Regions from separate parts of the Zea mays genome. Here regions 1 and 3 are each linked to region 2. Evidence: chromatin contacts called from public Hi-C data. All regions are on one chromosome and are shown on one strand. The core of a region is the stretch at or near the end of the contact, and the rest is flanking DNA. Distances in the headings are between cores, read along the strand shown. Region 1 holds the start of LOC100274556. Region 2 holds the start of LOC100383327. Region 3 holds the start of LOC100217096.

The links. A called contact is a pair of places that touch in the nucleus more often than the background predicts.
Region 1: a Hi-C map of leaf shows a contact between it and region 2, with 2.4 times the contacts expected there. The contact joins the promoter of LOC100274556 here to the promoter of LOC100383327 in region 2. A contact is called at or near these places in 8 of 25 Hi-C or Micro-C datasets (bundle sheath, ear, endosperm and 3 more).
Region 3: a contact with region 2 is called in a Hi-C map of leaf, with 5 times the contacts expected there. The contact joins the promoter of LOC100217096 here to the promoter of LOC100383327 in region 2. A contact is called at or near these places in 9 of 25 Hi-C or Micro-C datasets (bundle sheath, ear, endosperm and 3 more).

What each region holds. Positions count from the first base shown.
Region 1 is chr7:111,003,270-111,006,088 of Zm-B73-REFERENCE-NAM-5.0, reverse strand. LOC100274556 reads right to left here and starts at 1,309. Exons shown (of 7, transcript NM_001148911.1): 1 at 827-1,309. The coding sequence starts at 1,180.
Region 2 is chr7:110,803,106-110,805,805 of Zm-B73-REFERENCE-NAM-5.0, reverse strand. LOC100383327 reads left to right here and starts at 1,364. Exons shown (of 10, transcript NM_001175985.1): 1 at 1,364-1,915. The coding sequence starts at 1,464.
Region 3 is chr7:110,562,775-110,565,587 of Zm-B73-REFERENCE-NAM-5.0, reverse strand. It overlaps LOC100217096, which reads right to left and starts at 1,377. Exons shown (of 6, transcript NR_158698.1): 1 at 1,199-1,377; 2 at 756-1,098; 3 at 567-635; 4 at 178-322.

The sequences.
Region 1 (2,819 bases), core at 60-2,559, 200 kb before region 2:
TCGGCGGAGACGAAGATCCCGGCGGACGGCGGTGCGGCGCAGAGAGCACAGAAGGACCGCGACGGCGGGGGGAGAGAGAAGGTCGCGGCGGCGGACAGCGACATTGGCAGGTGGGGGAAGGCCGCGACGGCGGCTCCGCGACGGCAGGGGGAGGATGGGGGAGGGAGAAGGCCGCGACGGCGGCTAGAAAAATTAGGGAAACCCTAATCGTAACCTGCTCTGTTATCATGTTACTAACCTTGAGATTTACAATTGATAATCTGTCACTAAGGACTATAGGTCATATATATAGGCAGTAGGCCTGGGCCTAATGGGCCTTAACAAACATGACCAGATAAAGCAAGAATTTGCCACAGAAAGCAGAAATACTCTCCAGCCCAACCAAAAAGAGACTAATGCTTACATGGTAAAGAACTAGGCAGCTTTACTTCCCCAGTACCTCTCAAGCACATCCACAGAACAAAAACTAAAACGAGTCTTTAGTTATAATTTATAAAACATTCCCCCCATACCTTGCCAATTGAGTGTTTCCCAATACTCCCGATTTTGACATATAAACATGTTTACAAAGGAACTAGAGCTATTTATCAGTCCCAACTAAATTTTTCTCGACACAATCAACACGCAAGAAGTGATTGCCCGTATCACCAGTGCACCACCACAAGTCAACAGTTGTCAAGACTGCCTACGCTTATATTTCACCGGATTGCAAACAGCAGACCAAGCAATTCCGCCCAATTCAACAAATCATGGAAGCTTAGCTAACGTGACCCTATTTTCAGAACGAGAAAACAAGGCACAAGGGTCAAGAGGCAGGGAAGGGAACCTTGAGGCGCAGTACGGCACCGCCGACGTCGGTCCCGTTGCGGTCCCCGGGCGTGAGCTCGATAGCGGCCTCGTTCTCCGAGAAGCACGCGCCTTTCCAGGCCGCCGGCGCCGGCGCCCCGGGCGCCACGGCGGCGACGAAGGACGGCAGTAGGTCGACGGCGCTGTGGAGCGTGTTCATGACGGGCCACGCCACCTGCCGCGGCAGGACGGGGAGCACGTCCCCCGGACTGAAGGGCAGCTTCAGCCCCAGTTCCACCGCCCCGGCGTCCCGCGGCAGCACGGAGGACATCAGGAGGAGGGCGAAGATGAGGCGCGCAGCAGGGAGCCGCTTCCGCGGCGAGGACGCCGCCATCGCCCTCGCCGCTTGGTGGTTGGTTGCCACCCGCCCGTTCGAGTTGATTTTTTTCCCCGCCTTCTAATAACTCGGCGAGACGGCGAAGAGACTTGCGAGTGGTGGTGGTGTCTGGTGTGTGCGGCCGTGCGGGGGAGGGGAAGGTGCCGTGCGCGGACGGAGTCGCTGCTTGCTTGCGTGGCTTATGGGTTTGGGACCTTGGGGGGATCTGGTTGGGTTCGAGTCCGGGTCCCACTCGGGCGAGGCCCACGAACCATTGAGCATCGGATCATCATCGGTGTTGTCCTGCTGCTGGGATGAAAACGAACCGTTGGGGAAACAATTCTCTAGTTTCTGTTACCATATTTTTTTTCCGAAAATAAGACCATGTTTGGATCGGTGTTGCAAATAGTTTACCGGCTAAATTTAGTATATTGGTCTCCAAACAGACTAGCTAATAAATTGGTTAATTGTTAGCCAGAGTGCGACTAACTGTTTGTCCATTACCCATTTGACTTTATTGATACATGCTAATAGATCGTGTAGAGAGAAAACGACTTCTATTAGCCAAGACTCCAAACATATCATGTCTAATTGTTACTAGCTAATGATTTGTCGGCTAATTGTTAGCCACTAGCAAACAATTAGCCACAAGGATCCAAACAGAGTCTAAGAACAGGATCAGTATAACCAAAAACAAAAACAGTTGCGAGATATAAGTTTACACGAAAACGTATTAAAACAGATATATATGCAATAAAAACGAGCGGTAAACGAAAACTTTAGCCGAAATATGCAATATTGTACTATCACTCAGGTAGTGTTTGGTTCGGTGTCAACGAGGGGTGGGACGGGATCAACCATGGGTTGACCCCGTCCCTTATTTTTTGAGGGATAGCCTCATCCACCATTTTTGAACAATATTCCTTGACCCTGACTCTGGACCTCCAAACCAAACGCATGTCAAATTAAAATGATCTCATCCCATCCCTCTTCATCCTTCCTCGTCCCTCCATCCAAACACACTGTCAGTAAACACAATATTAGGAGTTTCGGACACCATAAATCATAACTTCACACGTTTAAAAGGTAGCTAAGTTTTTTTTGTTACAGCTCAACAACTTGTGCAAAGGCAACACTTTTTCTGTCAACGTTCATCAATCATCGACCGAAACTTGCGGATACACAAGACAAGTGGGAGTAGCCTATACGGTTGTACGTAACAGGCTAATATGGTAACATCAAAGATTATGCAAGTAAGCCCGAATCCATCAGGCAAACACAAATTAAGTAATGCGACTAAAACAGGAATGTTCCTGTAAAAACGAGATTTCAAAAATACAAACGGAAAAACACTGAACCGTTTTCGTTCCCATTCTCGCAATATATCATCTTATTTCCATTCGGTTCTTGTTTTTCCTGCAAATATGAAATCAGTCTAGATCAAAACGGAATACATTAGCGGACGAAATAGGATTCTTTCTGTTCGTGTTCACCCCTACCAGCTGATAGCACATGCCATGAAACCTACTTCGGACATAGGGCATTTGAAGCGGCTCAGCCAATGATTAGTTCGACTCGATCAATACATACCATGTTAGACTATTGAAAGTCGCCTAGAGGGGGGTGAATAGGCGAAACCTGAAATTTATAACTTTAA
Region 2 (2,700 bases), core at 115-2,614:
TCTCCTTTGAGGTCGGAGGAACGGGAAGAATGACTGGCCTCCCTCTGATCTCCTTCTTCCTTATGACTTGTGTCCATTCTTTCGTTGGGGAAGTAGACAGCGGAGTCTTCCGGGTCAGCGAGCTTCTAGCTCCAGCCTCCCCGAAGGCGATCTTGTTCCGAAGAGCCGGAGGTAGTGCTTTTCCAGCATCCTCGGAGTTTGTTGGAGGAGACTTCTGTTCCGGTAGATCCGCGAGGCGGTGTAGAATTCCTTCTTCGTCCGCCACGGATGAGATTGTTCCGAAGCAGAATGTGGATCCGGGGCGCATGGTAATCTTGCTATGGAAGGTGACGGCCATTGAGCTAGCTTGGATCGTCGACACACCCCCTACCTGGCGCGCCAGCTGTCGGTGTTTTGGGTCCGACCGCGCACCCGGGGTTGCCCCTCAAGGTGCTTTTAGGAGTAGGACGGTGTCGACGACTGTAGCAAAATGGTTCGTGCCGATCGCACGAGGGACAATGGACAAGGTTTGCAGGTTCGGGCCGCTTAGAAGTGCGTAACACCCTACGTCCTGGTGAGTATATGAGCGTGGTTACAAGAGGATTCTCTGGATAGAAGGCACAGAGAATGTTTGTGGGTGGCTAAGTAGTCTCGGGTCGATCTGATGGGGTGCCCCCTAGGCCTTATATACTCGGCCGTGGAGCATTACATGTGATACGATAACAACAAGTAGCTGAAAGATAGTAAACCTCTTGAGTTTATCCTTACGTAACCTCCGCCGACTTATCCTCGCATGGCTCCGTTGCATGGGGGCTTCAGCGCGGGAAAGTCGGGTCTCTGTTTGTGATTCATTCGTTTGACGTTGTGGGCCGCCTGTGTTTGCACTAATCAGTCCCACGTCTTCTTTATTGGTTGTCTTTCCCTAGGCCCACGAAAGAATGACCTTACGAATCATTTGGGCCCTTGGGCTTTTCGTGAGGCCTTTTACTTCTTTAGTGGACCCAGGGGATATCTATCCCCCACAACATTATCAACATTTTATCCTCTATTTTTTCATCTCCCGCAGCGGTTCCCTCTATATTCTCCCCTATAAATATCATTATCAAACTCTATTTATCTTTTTATTACTATTTTTTTAACTACTAAATAGGAGAGCACTGTCTAATGGTGAGGTTTCTTCCATGCTCCAGTGCCCAGGCAGACGGCAGTGAGACCGATAGAGGGCTCACCGGTAAGTCGCCGGTCGGCCGTCCTCGAGAGTCGAGACATCGACTACCAAACAGCCGGCCTGCTCCAGCGCCGTCCCGTTGCCTCGTCCTGTCCAAGCGGACAGATCCAAAGCAAAACCGGGAAAAAGTTCAAAAAAACCAATCTCACTCTCTCCCTCCACCGCCACTGCCCCACCCACCCCTACCCCAATCCCCTCTTCCCCATTCACCAGATCGAGCGCCGCGTGCCTAGGGTTTGCGCCCCCGCCGGTAGCGATGCCCCCGTCCTCCGTGTCGGGGGGCAGCGGCCCCGGAGGCGTCTCCCCGGACGCCATCATCGAGTGGCTGCAGGACGAGATGGGGTACCCCACGGCCCCGCCCGCACCGGAGCAGCTCCGCAAGATCTGCCGGGGCAACATGATCCCCGTCTGGTCCTTCCTGCTCCGACGCGTCCGCTCCGAGCGCACCGTTGCCACTGCGCGCCGCAACATCCTCGTCCACGGCGTCGCGGCCCGGCGGGCGCGGGAGGGCGGGGTGATAGGGGCGGGCGTGGGTGACGCCGCGGCCAGGGAGGCCGAGGCGAGGGAGCGGGACCTCGCCGCCGAGGAGGCCGAGCGGCTGCGCGGAATCGTGAGGAGGCAGCGCAAGGAGCTCCGCGCGCGCATCGCGGAGGTCGCCAGGGAGGAGGCGGAGCGCAAGCGCGTCCTTGGCGAGCGCTCCAATGCCAGGTACCTAAAATTACAGCGGAATTGTGGGGTACGTCTAGGCGATTAAACTGTTGCTACATTCATGTATACATTTTTGCGGCTTGCAAAATCTTGTCAGCAATCACACATAAGATGTAGGTCTTCCTGACTGTAACTATTCCACTAATAGAAATGGTGGTGCTTAGTGTAATGATTCGATTGCTCGGAAGCTGACATCAGTGTTAATCTTAGTTTGATAGGAATATACTTTGCAGTGAACAAAGAGGTTTTCTGAAATATGAAATCCAGAAGACTGGCACATAGTAAAATACCATCTGTAGTATCTTCAGTTTTACCAGCCTAGATGTCCCTCTATCACCAAAAAACACTATCATTATATTCCTACCAATTATCTACATCTGGAATCGGTGTTTGTGCATAAACCAACATCTGATGACAATCCCTTCGAGGGCTTAAAAGTGCCAATAAATTCATATTTCTTTATGTTTGTTGCATTAATAAGCCAAGAAATTCGTGGTAGTAAGCCTGCTGACATATAAAAAGTCATATCCAACTCCTAGCATGTGAAAAGGCTGTTGAACTCACAATTCTGGGTTCTGGCACACAGAGGCGGTGTACTTCAATGTTTGTGGTACAGTTGTTTTATGGTCAACATTAACATGATGTGTTTGAAAACAATAACTGATACCGCTTTTATGTTTCTCCCTTCATGCTTTGCAATTTCATTTTTATTTATTTATATAAATTGTGGCAAGTGGTGATGGTGTGCTTGTAGCATATCTAGAATAATTGACAAGGAATTTCTA
Region 3 (2,813 bases), core at 128-2,627, 240 kb after region 2:
CTAGCTGCTTGTCAAGCAAGAAAAACCAATGTGCAACAGGTATAATTAAACAGAACAAAACAGATAAATGCTACGAGATTTTGCAGAAAACCAGTCCTTGATGATGTGTTTAAACAGTTCTTGAAACTAAATATATCTACAAAGACTGTGTAAGCAATACTAGTCAGTAGTGAATACCATATATATCTTACATAAGGACCAAGCAAACACAGGAGCATAAGGCTCTAAGGAACCCCATGTTCATCATTCATTGTTTGGTCCTAATCCTGACCAAAGTAGATATTCCAGATGAATTATACTTCGCCTCGCAGTCAAAAGGAAACTAAATAAACACAAGATAAATTAATTAGTTCATTCTGCATAACAAAGTAGACATAGGGCAAGAGAGCAGAAAAAAATAACATCTTGATGAAAGGCAGTTCATATAACCACCACATCAGCACCATTTCAAGAGATTTATTGTTGAGGGCAAAATGTGGAGCCATTTCACAGTGATTTTACTAGATAAACCCCTCTCAAAACATGCACTAATGGGAGAAAAGTGTGGAGTTTTCACAGGATTTTACCAGTCCTTGCATCCTTCACACTGCACCATGAGGTCATCCGGGTTGTACGGCATCTCACACTTGCAATATCTTCACATACAAACAATGTCACATAAGATCAAAAATCCCACATTACATCAGAAGCAAAAATAATACAAACTGATTAACCACCACATGACAAAAGGTTACAGAAAAGGAAGAGCTTTGTACACGGCGACACGGTCGGGGGTGAATGCACCGGTGGCGGCCTTGTAGTCAAATCGGCAGTAGAAGTCCTCCGGACCAACGTTGTCGAGCTTGGTGTAGCTCTTGAAGGAGTGAACGATGCACTTGCCCTCAATGGTGTGGGCGCTCTGCGTGTCGAAGTGGTCGGAGAGGAAGAGCTCCTTGGCACCGTGGAACGGGCGTCGGCCGCCCTTGGCCTCCTCGGGGCGGTAGTACCAGCGCACCCGCACCCTCACGCTGCCGCGCCCGTCCGACTCCATCCGCTCCACCCGCGCCACGTACGGCGGGTTGTCCGTGTCCGCTGGCCGCATCAGCACGCAGTCCCCCACTTCACGGTTCACGCAGAGCAACAAGAGACGTCAGAGCTCAAATCTTTAGACTAGAGCACGCGACGGGCTCGATCAAGAGCACGGACTGGCAGGGCTTACCTCGGACCACCTTGTTGGTGCCCTTGATGGTATAGGCGTCGACATCCCGCTTCCCTTGCTTCGTCTTGGCCATGACAGAGGGGCTGGATTGCGAGAAAACCCTAGCAGCGAGGGTGCAGGAAGCGGGGGGGCTGGGGACTGCCGCGGCTGTCCGTTCCAACGGAGCAGGAAGCTGAGGGAGCGGGCTAGGGGTAATTTGGTAGTTTCAGCAGCGGTTAGAGTGACGGGGCGTTTGAATCCAAGTGGCGAACGGCTGCTCTCTGCCGTCCGATGGAGAGCTGCTGCTGTGGTCAGCTGGTTTGGACGGCGGGTTTGATGGGTTTGGCTTTGCCGTTGACGACACGGAGGGCTAGAATGTTGGGTGCCTGTATGGGTTGTGAGAGTGAACCCATGAACACCTTTTTTTTCTGCGCCTAAATGTCGGTGCTTTTTTTAGCAAACTGAACGTCCTCGCTAATAATGGTTGTTTAGGACTCCACCAATTCCAGCTCTACTCCACTAACTACACTATAGAGCAATTCTACTCCATAGTTTTACGATATTTTGATGTATTTGGTTTGTAATGTAGCTCTACGTCTAGAAATTTGAGATTGCATTCGAAATTATATTTGTTACCCTAACCCATCACGGAATTGATCATGTAACGAGCCTCGTGAAGGCGCTCTACACGACGGCATTGAGCATGTCCCCGACGCGGGTCGCTAGATTGTGGCAGCGGTGTAGCCATAGCCGACGTGGAGAGCGGGAGGCCATTGGCAGCCAACGTGCGGTGGGACCGGAGCTAGAAGAGCGTGCGTTGGGAGTGGAGCTAGAAGAGCGAGCGTGGGTGTGGTCGTTAGGAAGAAGACAACTGACCGGTTGTGGCGGTAATGGTAATAGTTGGGGGCGGAGCTGGTGGTGGCATGCTACCCGTGCATGTTCAGCTTTGGGGACTCGCTGGCTGACACCGGAAACAACTCTAGCGAGCCCACACTCTTGTAACCATATGGCGATACCTTTCGTCGTGCCACAGGGCGCTTCTCCAACTACCGCATCATCCTCTACTTCATCAGTAAACTACATACACCTGTCACTCGATCGTGGCACAATCGTGCATGTGGACACTCGCGGCGCTAGAGCTAGGGCAGGAGGGAAGAGGGGAGCGGCACCATTGGTATATCATGGCGAGGAGATCAGCGCGACTAGAGGAAGAACAAAGGGGGAAAAATGAATTTTTTTCTCTATAACAAGTGGCATTGGTGGGTAATTAACCTCGAACTCCACATCTACATCTAGAAATAAGTTTTATAGAGTACTCTTTTTGTTGCTCCACTAAAATGGTGGTGTTTACCCCCCCAACTCCACATTTTTCAAGGAGTAGATGTAACACCCTAAACTTGGGGTATAAAATTTCTTCTCTAAATACCTAGCAAATTCATGTGTTACTCCTTTTCTCACCTCTATAGCTTTCCTTTTCTATTCTCTTTAATAGGATTTTTGGGTTAATTATGGGGGAGATGTATTATTTTCTTTGGAATATTAAAACCTAGGGTAGATATGAATGTGTGCATCATGCTAAGCCTAGATTATTATTTTGTTTGATGCACATGTTTGAATTATTTGAATTTGTATTTAT